Regions from separate parts of the Zea mays genome. Here regions 1 and 2 are each linked to region 3. Evidence: chromatin contacts called from public Hi-C data. All regions are on one chromosome and are shown on one strand. The core of a region is the stretch at or near the end of the contact, and the rest is flanking DNA. Distances in the headings are between cores, read along the strand shown. Region 1 holds the start of LOC100274223 (Vacuole membrane protein KMS1). Region 2 has its middle 19 kb from the start of LOC100274223. Region 3 holds the start of LOC103633315 (zinc-metallopeptidase, peroxisomal-like).

Region 1 (4,238 bases), core at 1,577-4,076, 390 kb before region 3:
GATTGCGCCCGAGGGCGAGCCCAGCGTCGGGGGAGCGCGGAGTTCTACGCCCGAGGGCCGGTTTGCTTTTTTCGTCGTATTAGGCATCCCATCGGGGAGATGGTAGGCGACGTACGTACACAGTGGCACAAGCGTAATCATGTCGTTGCGCCTGGACGCAACTGCTGTCTTGTTGCCACTATGCTCCTGTGCCTCTTCGTGGGGTAGGTGTGTGCATTAAATGCGAGTGTCCTCCGCTGGCCTTCGGTTGTGCCTTGTCCTCTTTGCTTGAGCCTTGCTCGGGCGAGACGGATGGAGTGATGGTAGGACGAGGTGACTTCGAGCGAGGCGGAGATGGGAGGCATAAGCTGTGAGAGGCTCGGTTGAGACGGGGGCTAGCCTGAGGCGGAGGACCCTCGGGGAGGGTTCTCGGTCCCGTCAACGTTTAAGGAGAAGACCCCTGCGGTGGGCCTCATGTGAGGTGGCTTGGCCTTTCCTTCGGTGATTATGTCTGAGCCGTTAACTTTTTCTGATCACGTTTTTAGAGGTGTAACCCGGATACCCCTAATTATCACACCCGACAATGCTCCTCCCCCATATAGTGCTACTTCTTTCATATGGTGGTCGTCCTCCATTTTGTCATCATACAAGCATAATATTGGCCCCCAACCAAGCGACATTGATGCCGCTTTGAACCAGTCCACTTATTTCGGTGGTCCTCAATACCAACAGCGAATGGATTAGACAAAGGTGGAAGACAAAGACGGGTAAGTACATCTATTTTTTTCAGGATCCACAAATTTTTTGAGTTCATATATTTTCATATCAACACGTGGCTGTTGCACTTTATGGATCCCATTGATGTCAACAACAAGAAGGCCATAAAACCTCACTCCATTGAAAAATCTACATGAGTTGGAGCGAATCAGATTTCTGTGTAGTGTTTACACGATTATTTGCTTATATGATCTAAAACGTTCTATAAATTTCATCAATTCTACAACCTATTTGTTGGAGCAAACTTCGTTGTAAGTCACGATGATATCGTTTTTTAGTTTAGAATTAATCTGTTATATGGACAAGATGTTTTTTCACATGTGGTTTATACTTTGTTCATATCATAATTGCTTTAACAATTAATTTAATCTTAGAAATGCACAATTCTCTACCAGACACATTAATTAACACTAGTCGGCTGCCCGTGCGTTGCGACGACTTACAACAATATCCACGTAAACTATCCACAAAAAATCAAGATTTGTTTATTGATTGTCTCCGCTCTCCGTATAATATTTTTTTGATTTAGCTAATTGATGTTATTGTTTACTCCATGCAATATATCATGGTACAACACGGCTAATAAAGTGAGCGATTAGAAGAGAGTTCACAACGACTGAGTGAACGAACAGAGATTATAAAATGACATAATTCCACCATACAGAGACCAAATAAGAGAAAGTTTATGAGCTCAAGTTTCTAAAATAAGTCACATGAACTCAAACTTATAAAAAAGATGGATCAAAATATGGAGTGATTGATAAAGTCAGGCATCAATAAAAACTAGATGCGCTCCATATAAATTATGCTACTTCGTAGCAATTACTAACGTTTAAAACCAACAAATAACCTTTCATTTTACTGTTAGTGTGACAAATCATTGTTGCTCCATCTAATTCAGCAACCTCAAACACCATGGAGTCAATTGCGCCAATGTGGTCTCAGAAACAACCCAATGCTTGTAAGAGCCAAGAACGTCGTGCCGTGTTTGGGCTGTAGCCTCGCCCCGTAGTGCTGCCCCGGACCGACACGATTATATTTTTTATTTTAAAAAAATGTATATACATATATACATATTCAATATTAAAAACATCTGAGCATGATGTTCTATTGGTTAGACAGCTTCACCCAATATTTTCTACCCTTGTTCCATCAGGGCATGGGTTCGAACCTCACCTCATGCACCACTTTTTAACATTTTACGCTGATTTAAACAAATGGGCCGATAGGTTGGCCCGTCACGGTCAGCAGGCCGGCATGACGTGCATGGACCAGAGTTGTGTCCCGCGAGCGTCTGGCCCATGCTGAGCCGCCGTTTAGCCATATATAGACGTGCAACGATAAATGTGAGGGGTTCTTTGTAAAAAGATGACGCGTGACGACCGTTGAAACTGGTGCTTTAAGTATAATATAGAATATAGATATAGATATTGATTAATGAATATACAAACCATCATAGTTTTTTTTGGTTGGGAGTGCCCATATATAATTTCTCCAGAATCGGGAGACCAATGAGCTAAACCCACTCGATCAAATAGCAATGTGCCAATGTCTCACTTACCTGTTTGGCAATTTGGCAAAACTAGCTAGGCATTTATAGCTCTTAAAAATATTAAATATAAAATTAAAGATTTGATAGTGTGGCTCGACCCTTAGGCTTTGTTTAGGTACTCTCACTTAATCTATGTGTATTGAATTGGATTGAGATGTAACTTAAACTAAATTACACTCGAATCAACTTCGATACATATGGATTGAAATGAATACGAGGTATTCAAACCAAGGCCGTTTCCTATCACTAGCAGCATAATTCTAAAGCTTTGATTTCGGGTTTTTAAAAAGAAAAACGTTGGCAGCAGCTCATAAACTCCGCCCCGAATAACGGAATTGAAGATCGGATCTCTAAACAACCACGTCAGTTTCCTGCCCTCATCGGTTACCTTTGTCCCCAACGCATGTATCCGCGTTTGCGTTGCGTCTGTGCCTGACGGGGTAAATCGTGAAACCCCGGGCAAAGCGCATAAAAAACGGAAAGCCGTTCTCATCTTGCCCTCCTTTTTAGCTTTTAGCTTGCGCCTTGCGTTCGCGGAAAAGGCTCATCTTTTCAGGTGGAAGGAGCGATTCGTCTGTGCCTGCGCCTCGCCGGGCTCGTGCCGCTGTACCCTCCTTCTCCAGGAGACCTGTACGGTGAAGGGGCGTTCCCGCGCCAAACGGGAAGCAAAGCTCGCTCGCGCCCTTTTTTTCGGATCATATAACGCCGGCGCCTAGCTCAAACACCACAGCTCGCTGCCTAGATCTACGCGGCAGCGGCGGCGGCAGAGGAGAGGGACCCGGAGCTGCGCCATGGGTCCTACCGCCGGCTCCGGCGAGGACAAGGCTATGTCAGGTGAGTGAGTCGATCGGATGCGGGCTCTGCGGAGGGATCGCGTTGTTTGGTGTCCGCCCATTGTTCTTGGAGATACGCTGTCTGGTTTAATTGTTGGGTTTAAATCATCTTGCGCTGTTCACACCTGACATCTGTGCCTGTGGTGCGTAATTATGGAAATCGCTGTTGCTGATCTAGCTGCCGTGGAGCTGCGAATGCGTGTCTTTGAGGTTTTCCTACAAGCTTGGAATATTTCATGTTTTTTCCTACTCTTTCCTACAAAGCCAGATTGGGGATAACGGATAGGAAAACAGAATGTCTTCCTTGTTTGGTTTACTTATTTTTCTTGCCCGCGATTCGAAGCAGAGTAGAACCGTTCTTTTTTAGCAGCGAAATTGCATGCTTGGTATTGGTCATCCAATCTGTGATTTTTTTATTCAAGCATTGGATGCTTTTAGAATACCTTTTGAAGGTTAAAACTTAAAACTGAGGTTTTCCACGCTTATCAATTTAGATTTTAGATCGTATTTTGGCGGTTGGCGTCTGATTGAATTATCATTGTCTACTTGATTTTTTTTCTTCAGGTTTTTTTACATGATAAAATATTGGCATCTAGGAGTGGTCGTTTTACTAATTTGTCTTTTTCTCCGTTATATTACCCTTGTGGCAATGATGCCATGATTTCAATGCAAATTTAGTTTTCCAGCTTGAAGACAAATACATATGTCAATGTCACTGTCACAAAGCCTCTGTGTTGTGGAAGGTTAACTGCAATTTTTTTGAAAGATCTGGTTGCCCAGCTTTGATTTTTAATAACTAGGCGACATCAGTTACAGAATTTGCGTAATTACGATTTACGATATGTGAACCAGTTACCTAGAATGTTAATAATTCACAGTGTGCGTTGGATTCTCCGTATGGCACTACAGGCTGAGATTAAAACATGACTTTTCTTAACACTTTGCTAACTGAACGAATAATGAGATATATTGCAGTGTAATCCATGATCTAACCGGTGCACTTCATATTTCAGAGCTCCGGAAAAAACATCGTGTGGACCTAGAGAGACTAACAATTACATCGCGACCATTCAAGACATTGTCATTCTTTGTGTTAG
Region 2 (4,451 bases), core at 450-2,949, 370 kb before region 3:
GAGGGTTCTCCGACTTCCGAGGGAAGGGAACCGGCCGGCCGGCCGGCCGGAGCTGCAGTACCACGGGTTGGTCATCTCGGCCTTCCATGTCAGAAGAGCACAGCAGCCGGGACACGGAGCTCGAGGCCGGCTGCCGGTGACCTCATGTCATCATCACCCTCTGCCTTCAGGATCACTGCTTCAGTGCTTCTGCATGAATGTGTCACTGCACGTTTCCTTGTAACCAAAAAAAATTCCTAAAATTTTAGATGCTATAAAAAAATCTAAAACTTGCTAGTGTTTTATCTATGTTGGCGGCAAAGTAAAGACGTTTGATACCATAGAAAGACAAACCATAAATTATTAAAAAAACAATTTGCTTGTACTACCTGATCATATAACAGTGTTGTCGAAAAAAATGTTTTTAAAAACTGACATTACAAATTTAGATATAGAAGAAGTGAAAAAAAGGAAGAAAGAAAAACAGGGGTTTTGGCTTCTTCGCCGCCGTGTATCCACATGCTCTTCCTGTGACACTAGCAGTTCGTTTCAACCTCCTGCACTACTGTACTCCTACTCTCCCCCTTCGCAATTTTCCCTGGTCTTTGTTCCATGTTCCGCCCCCTTTTCTCCTGATCATCTAGAACGTGGGGCTCTAGTCTACACGCTGCCGTCTCTGTCTCTCGCACTCACTTCACTCACGTTATGCTGAAAAGAGGAGATTGACCGTGACAACACCTACTGTTCTCTGTACTGTACATCAGAGCTGTGTTGGTGTTGCCAATAAATCCTGCAGTCATGGTCGTTCCACAGTCGATAGTCGACGCCATAGATAGCAATCAAATCTACCGACGGCATTGAACAGGGTCGATTCCGCGGATAAAATAACGTCTTTTTCCCCAAGCAGTTTACATGCATGCGCCCTGTGCTTACACTAGCGACAGTATACTCCACAAAATAAATAACACGGCGCATACTAGAAGGATTACAAAATTACAGCGCCAGTTTACCTACCCTGACGTCAAAGGAGTCAGCATCGTACCCTGGATTTCATATATAATATCGCAGCCAGTAAAAAAAATATTTCCAGGGGCAGGGTGGGTGGGTGGGGTCTTTTTGGTACTCGTAAGCCGCACATCACATCCGCACGGCCCCGCGCGCATACGCATCCGCACCGCGGCACCGGCCCGGCCGCCCGGTGCCCGATCGCCCTCCGCTTCAACTTTTGCTAGCCCCCCGCCCGTACGCTCCAGCCACACAACGTCCCGGCCAACCGCCGATCCGCAGAGGATCCGGCCTGGGACCCGCCAGGCCTACGACAAGATCCGGTGCTCACGTGAGTGGCGTGTGGTCCCACGACTCCCCCCCTGCCCCACACGCTTTTCCCACCACCGAACGAACCTGCCCGCGGCCGGCCCCACCGGCTGGGAGAAAACAGCAAGGGAGTGACAGGAGGGCCAGGCCCCGCATGTCACTCGCCCGCCAACAGGGAAAGGCGCCCGGGCGCAAGACGAGCGCGGCTTTTCCTTGCCTTCGTTTTTTTTTCCATTCTCCGTCCTCCGTGGCCGTGGAGATAGCGAGACAGGCAGACAGCGAGGGAGAAAAATATAGATAAAACCATTGGGGGGAAATAAAATTCCCGGCTTATCCTCTGGTGGGGCCCACCACATCCGCACCCCCTTTCCTTTTTAGAGGTCGTGGTGGTGGTGCACGACAGCCCATGGTGGACCGTGCCCACGCGTTCCCCGTCACGCGGGGCGTAGAGCGACCTCTGTTAACTCACGGTCACAGCTAAAGCTAGCCGCCGGGCTAACGGCACCGTTACATCCAGCTCCAGCGGCCGGCCCCACCAGGTCGTATCTGGCGCGGCGCTGCCGCCGGGCCCGGGGCTGTGAATTTTGACCCGCCGGCCGCCTCGGCCGTGGCTACCAAATGCAGGCGCGCCGCCGTTGATGGGCTGCCATGTTCTCTATATCCGTCACTTACGGTCTTCTCTAAATATTTTTATCCTCTATATCTCTTTCCTCTCCAACAACGTTATCTAAATCACGTTCTCTATACTCAACTATCTATATTAGAGACACTTTTTTATTTTTATTTTTTTATATACGTATTTGTCATACTCTCAAATATATTGTATATATTTTTCTTTTACTAAATAGGTTATTTAAAGTACTGAAATGATAGATAATCGTTTAGAGAAACTTTATATAGAGAGAATTCAGCAGCGTTCTCTAAATTTAGAGAACCGTTTAAATAACGTTGTTGGAGAGCGTAGAGTACCGTTTGATTGCGGGACAACCAGAACAGCTAGAACAGGGACGTTCGTTGATAGGACAAATACGTATTTATGATAGAGGATTATTTAGAAGCCCTTACTAGAGTCAGCCTTATGGCGATGCCGGCAGGGATGAAAACGGTCGGAAACGGTATTTATTCGGTAATCAGTTTTTTGATCGTCTTTCTTTGATTGCGAATAAATAGGATATATAATCTACAATACAAATTTGTATTCTTGTTTTTAACATTCAGCTTGTAAAGATTCATAAAAGGTAAACCTCAAATTCATTCTATATTTTCTCAAATAATAGATATAAACTTCGGTATGGATTCGGAAATAAATTCGGTAATTTTTTCAACGTTTCGTGCTGTAGGGAGCAAATAATACATAAAATAATTTGTGTAATATTTTATTCATATGTGTACTAATGTGCTTGATAACATAAGAAAAGATCAACATTAAATTTTATGCATATTTATTTTAAAATATTAAATTTGTTCTAAGAGTTCGGATTACCGTTTTCATCCCTAGATGCCGGGCGAGAGTGACGGCACCCACACGTGTTCATATCGCCCAGCGCGGAAACCGTGCCAGGAAGGAGAACCTCCGGTTAAAAGAGAGAAATACCTGTTATTTTTTATTAACCCAAATTTATTTATTTGCGGGAAGTCACTAAACTACCACCTCCGTTCCTTATAATTTATAATTCGTTATACTTTTCTACGCTAAATTTAATTAACTCGTCTTACTAAAAATTATAATTATTATTTATTTTTACCGTAATATAATTTAGCATGTACTCCCATCTCCGTACCAAATTAAAATTTGTTTTACATTTTTTACTAATTTCGTATAATAATTAATATATGTTGTATATATATGTCTAGTTTCATAATCATTTATATCAATATGGACATAAAAATTTAGAGCTAAAACGACAACTATTTTGGGACGGATGAGTAATATACTTAAAGTATGATTTTGAATTTTTCATTTTTTGGCTGTTTTTTTTAATAAGACAAGACGATCAAACTTGATATAAAAACGTTAAACGAGTTAAACGAATTATAAATTAGAACGAATGTAGTATTTGATTTCTTTTTTTATTTATTAACTGTCGGGATTAGAGTTGTGTGATGAATGAACTGTTGTTTTGATGGTGTGTTAAGCCTGAGTGTATTTTATTTGATGGATTCAATAAAGATTATGGGTGTGGGGGTGATTTAATTGGGTGGGTGTTCGATTCGGGTTAAAACCAACTATTTGGACTGTTGCAGCTGTAATTTATAGACAAACACACTTTAGAAAAGTAGAGGCCGATACGGATTAAAACCAAACGAACAGACTAGAGATGGCAATGGTAAATACACATCGGGTATTACTACCCATACCCATACCCACGACAAAAAATAATATCGTCGAGCCACCCCATATACATTGGTGGGTATGGATTTACGCTCATTCCTATACCCTTGTGGGTATGGGTCGCCCATACCGACAAAGATTAAACATCTATCAAAATGGTATATTATACAGATGTCAATTATATCCATCTAAATACCATTACAAAATTTCTAGCATCATTGTCGGGGACCATAATTAGGGGTACCCTTAAGACTCCTAATTCTCAGCTGGTAACCCCCATCAGCATAAAGCTGCAAAGGCCTGATGGGTGCGATTAAGTCAGGGATCAGTCCATTCGAGCGACTCGATCACGCCTCGCCCGAGCCTAGCCTCGGACAAGGGCAGCCGACCCCAGAGGGTTTCCGTCTCGCCCGAGGCCCCCCTCCAACGACAAACATATCTCCGGCTCGCCCGAGGCCCTGCCTTCGCCAAGAAGCAACCCTGACTAAATCGCCGCACCTACCGACCAAATCGCAGGAGCATTTAATGCAAAGGTGGCCTGACACCTTTATCCTGACGCGCGCCCCCCGGCAGAGCCGAACTGACCGCTGTCACTTCGCCGCTCCACTGACCGGCCTGACAGAAGGACAGCGCCGCCTGCGCCACTCCGACTGCGGTGCCACTTGACAGAGCGGGCAGTCAGGCCCCGCCAAAGGCACCATAGGGAGCTCCGCTTCGCCCGACCCAGGGCTTGGACTCGGGCTAAGCCCCGGAAGACGGCGAACTCCGCTCCGCCCGACCCAGGGCTCAGACTCGGGCTAAGTCCCGGAAGACGGCGAACTCCGCT
Region 3 (4,380 bases), core at 618-3,117:
AGTCACAGCTTCCATGAAGCAGATCTTATTTTGGACATGCTACATGATATCTATGTACTACTATGTCATGTACCCTTCTGTATACTTATCAGGTGCTATAACGAACCGTCATGTTTCGTATATAGAATCGTTTGCTTCGGCTTGCTGAAAACGTATAACATCAAAAACAAGATGAACGCGCGCGCTGGCGCGCGCCAGTTGACTTGTAGATTTTTATCGACCACGCCACCTGTTTGGTTGTTTAGGCTTCGCCTCCGGAGAGGGTTCAACTCGTGGCAGCATTTGCTTTTTATTGGTGGATGGATTGGGAAATCGGAACATCACGGTCACACATATTCATCGCACAAAGGCTGATCGTTTGACTTTTCTGGTGGGCTTGTTAGGATTCCCTTGTGATCGTAGGCTGCAAGAAATCACTGACGGGCTGCCTGCCTTGCATTAGAAACCTTAGCTTATTTTAGCTTGTGAGCTGGTTTGTTACATCAACAACCCAAATTTCTAGTTTGGTTATTATCGTTAAGAGTGTATATGAAAAAGCGTGTGCCGTGAAGCCGTATATATAGATGTCCAAACGGGAGACATGGCCCGACCCGTTTGAGCCCGACACAATTAAGCCCGACCACTTAATCGAGCCGTGCCGTACCGCCTGACGGGCCCATAACTCTTCCCGAGCATGGCACGGTGTAGGACTGACCATGCAGGGCCGGACTAAATAGCACGACCCATTTAGTGGCCTGTGCCGGCCCGAGCCCGCAAAACACAAAACCATCCCGGCGCCGCCTATCTCCTGCGCCGCGTCGCGGAGGTGGCCCACGCTGTCCGCTAGATTCTCCAGACAGTCGCGCACGGGACCTGCGACCGCTGACCCCTTCTTCGCGCCGCGGCGGGGGCTGCCATCACCGAATCCGGACCGGGAGCCGCACAGGCGGCCCACGTACGCGGACGCTGCCCGAGCGCGGGCCGCGCGCCAGCCCCCGCGGCGGCGGGGAGCCTCCGTACGCCGCGAGGCTATGCTCGCACACCGACGGGTACTGCGTCGCGCGGCAGGATTTGCGGATGAAGCCGCTGGCCACCGGCGGCGCGACGACCGTGGCCTGGAGCGCCGCTGCGACAGCGACGAACAGCAGGAGGAGGCGGGCAGCGGCGCTGCTGCTGCTGCAGGGGCGAGCCATGACTGCTGAGCTGCAGGAGGGAGCAGGGAGCAGGGAGCAGGGAGGACGTGCGCTGTGCGCACTGGATGCCGACACTCGGCACTCGCCGCGTCGCGCCGCCGCAGGGAGGAGAGATCCAGGAGCGAGAGGGAGGAAGAGTGGGTTAGAGTTTGCGTTAGGAGGTGACGAGGTGTTATACGCGGACACGACAGCCGTCGGGTTGGGCCGTCGGGGTCTCGGGGACTTGTGGGCTGGCGGCGGGGTGGGTGGGGAAATGGGGATTTAGGTTTTAGGGGGTTTAGAATAAACGGGCTGGTTAAAAGGCCCGACAAATACCGGGCCGTGCTTGGACCAGCCCAACAGGCTCAAATGTCTGTCGGGCCCGGTACGTTATCCGGGCCGAGCTGAGCCCGGATCCGCTTTAATCCGTACCGTGCCGTGCTCGTGTCGTGCTAAAATAACGTGTTTCGTACCGGGCTAACAGACCACGTGCTTGACATCTATAGCCGTATCTATTTCAGACTGGCTCAGCCAACCGGCCGGTCCAGTCCATTTCCTACTGACGAGTCTTGAAGCCGTGTGCCGTGAAGCGACCGGCCAGCCGATCTGATATCTGACTGACCCGCGCCGCCTGTCGCCGTCTGCCCCCACCCTTCCCCTCCAAATCCAACAGCGGGAGCAAAGCCAAACCAAACCAGCTTACTGCTCCGCTCCGCTTTGTTGCCAATTTCCGCTCCAAGCGTCGCGGTCGTGAAGTCTCGTTGCGATGGATTCGAGGCCCCGCGAGACTGACGCCCCCGGCGACCCGGCCAACGGCGCCGCCCCTCCGCTGGCCGCGGCGGTGACGGCCGCGACCGGGGACGTCGAGATCATCAGGCCCCGCAACGACAAGCGTGGGTACCGCCGCGTCGTGCTCCCTAACTCGCTCGAGTGCCTGCTCATCAGCGACCCCGACACCGATAAGGTCTGCTACACCGATCGTGCTAGGATGGACCGAACGGGGGTTTTGGCGACGGGTTTTGGATTTTGGTGCGAGATTTCGAGGTTGTGAATTGTGCTTTGTTTTGCAGGCGGCGGCGTCAATGAATGTTTCGGTGGGGTACTTCTGCGACCCCGATGGGCTGGAAGGGCTCGCACACTTCCTCGGTCAGTGTTCGGTTTCATCTTGCTGCATCTGAAGTCCTGAACTCGCTTACTGCTTGAACTGGACTGAGCTTCAGCTTGATCCTGTTTTTTGTTGGTAGCTTTTCTCTGATTGGTTGTGAGTAGTTTGGAAGTGAGAAATACGTGAACACTAGTATTTTTTTCTGTGCTATCTGCATGTACTGTCGTAGTGTCGTCTTATCGCAACTTAGGTCTCAATGCTTGTTACACTGCATTTGAATGTGCATTTGGTTGTCAAACAGATATTACTTCTCTATTCCTCTGATCATACATGGAAATCAAGAGCGCTATACTATTAGGCATTAGGTGCAAATAAACATGAAAAAGGAGGATGAGCGTTGAGCGATACTCTAGGTCCAGTCAAATATGTTACTCCTCCCCTCCCCCCCTCTCTCTCCTTAAACCTGCTATATTCCATTGAGCATTCAAGTATGTACTGGTTTCTGAGAAAAAAACATTTCAAAATGAACTTTTACCACCAGCCGAAATATCATTGAATTTGATGAGTGGAGTGAACATGCTGTGCTGAATAAAGAACTTCCTTGGCATTTTTCACTATATTTCAAATTTACAGAAAGTATCGGTTGTTTGATGATATCTGGACTGGGATACTCCAGTAACCCTGAAAAAACGTGAGTCGTAGAGTCACTTAGTTTGGAGAAACTAAGTTTTATCCATAAAATCTGCAAGTATCTTGTGGCTTAGTGGTGAAAAAGCATCAAGACAACTTACTCATCTGAAACCATGCATGCATGACAACAAAACAAACGTCAATAATGTGATTGATGCTGGGAGAATACCTTTACATGTTGTCATTTTGATGGTATGCTCCCATTTATGGATGATATGCTAGTTGAAAGTTCAGTTGAATTAGTTTTAGTTGATGAACTCTACAAGTTGTCTGACATTCTATAAAGTTCCCTGAATTTTATCTATGCATTTTTTGCTTGGTTTGATGCTTTACCCAATTGCCAGGATCATTTAAGGTGATAATTAAATATCTGTGGACTTGATTAATAATATATAAACAATATATCTAATTTGTATTTCTACATATATAGACACTTATTGTTCTGCTTTTATACTGCTTTAGTTACAGTTTTACTAACATATTGATGAAAATTGAATATTATGTGGGTTGTTCTTTTTCTCCCTATCCTTATGAATGTTTCCAATTTTACAGAGCATATGCTTTTCTATGCCAGTGAAAAATATCCAGAAGAAGACAGTTACTCAAAGTACATTGCAGAGGTATGCCTTATTTCGTCAGGTTGAGAATTTTCTTTGTCTTGTTTATATTTCTTACAAATAGATTCCTGTAAACAGCTGTAATTGTTTTATTGTAATTTGTTATTGGATTTAGCTGGTTGACAATGAAATCCTTCTTTCTTCTTTAGCTCCTGGATGCATTTCTTCAAGTTGTTAGTGGTGACTGACTTCTTTCTTAGAAGCTTTGCTGGCACAGTGGAACTTGTTTAGAACTTGACAAGTAGCAGCTTAATTCTAGAATAGCTAAACCATCATAAAACATTTAATTGTAGTGTTTTTGGTTTTCCTTGTTTTTAGACCTGATGAAAGCCTCGACCATTATTTGGTCTGGATAGACTAATACAATTGTAAAAAAAATCAGCTTTCTCTAACTCAAATAATGAGTTCATGGAAACTACTTGAACTTCTCTTTTCCCACAAAAGATAAAATTGAAAACAACAAACAATTGAAAATTGAAAGCTGGTGATAGCCAAAGGAATATTTTGCTTAATATATCCTAAATCCTGAACTAACAACAACCTGTCAACATTGTTAGACTGTTAGTGTGTATTGGGCCTAGAGCCCAGCCCAAGAGGCCCATTAGGGTTGTAGCCCTATCTCCAATCACTGTAATGTGTAGTATTTTTTCTTCCTCTATCATGGTATCCTGAGACAGGTTCTCCTTAGAGCCTTGTAGCTGCTGCCACCACCATGGCCGACGTGCCCCTCTTCTCCCCTGGCGTCGTGACGTCGTCTCTTCCTCCTCCTCTCCCTTTAGCCGGCGCGCTGTCCCCTTATGGGCATTCGTCGTTCACT

The links. A called contact is a pair of places that touch in the nucleus more often than the background predicts.
Region 1: a contact with region 3 is called in a Hi-C map of ear, with 2.0 times the contacts expected there. The contact joins the promoter of LOC100274223 here to the promoter of LOC103633315 in region 3. A contact is called at or near these places in 4 of 25 Hi-C or Micro-C datasets (bundle sheath, ear, leaf mesophyll and 1 more).
Region 2: a contact with region 3 is called in a Hi-C map of bundle sheath, with 1.7 times the contacts expected there. The contact joins the enhancer-like site here to the promoter of LOC103633315 in region 3. A contact is called at or near these places in 4 of 25 Hi-C or Micro-C datasets (bundle sheath, leaf, leaf mesophyll and 1 more).

The regions. Positions count from the first base shown.
Region 1 is chr7:168,463,232-168,467,469 of Zm-B73-REFERENCE-NAM-5.0, reverse strand. It overlaps LOC100274223 (Vacuole membrane protein KMS1), which reads left to right and starts at 2,826. Exons shown (of 8, transcript NM_001148594.1): 1 at 2,826-3,142; 2 at 4,155-4,238. The coding sequence starts at 3,100.
Region 2 is chr7:168,443,684-168,448,134 of Zm-B73-REFERENCE-NAM-5.0, reverse strand. No RefSeq gene overlaps it. Among protein-coding and RNA genes, the nearest start is that of LOC100274223, 19 kb to the left of the region's middle. Within about 2 kb of position 1,699, at least 18 of the 20 cell types and tissues checked have an H3K27ac peak or open chromatin away from gene starts, as enhancers often do. A contact at or near this core is called in bundle sheath, leaf, leaf mesophyll and 1 more, where this site is marked.
Region 3 is chr7:168,069,288-168,073,667 of Zm-B73-REFERENCE-NAM-5.0, reverse strand. LOC103633315 (zinc-metallopeptidase, peroxisomal-like) reads left to right here and starts at 1,867. Exons shown (of 26, transcript NM_001347229.1): 1 at 1,867-2,115; 2 at 2,222-2,297; 3 at 3,499-3,566. The coding sequence starts at 1,918. It also overlaps the pseudogene LOC103634349.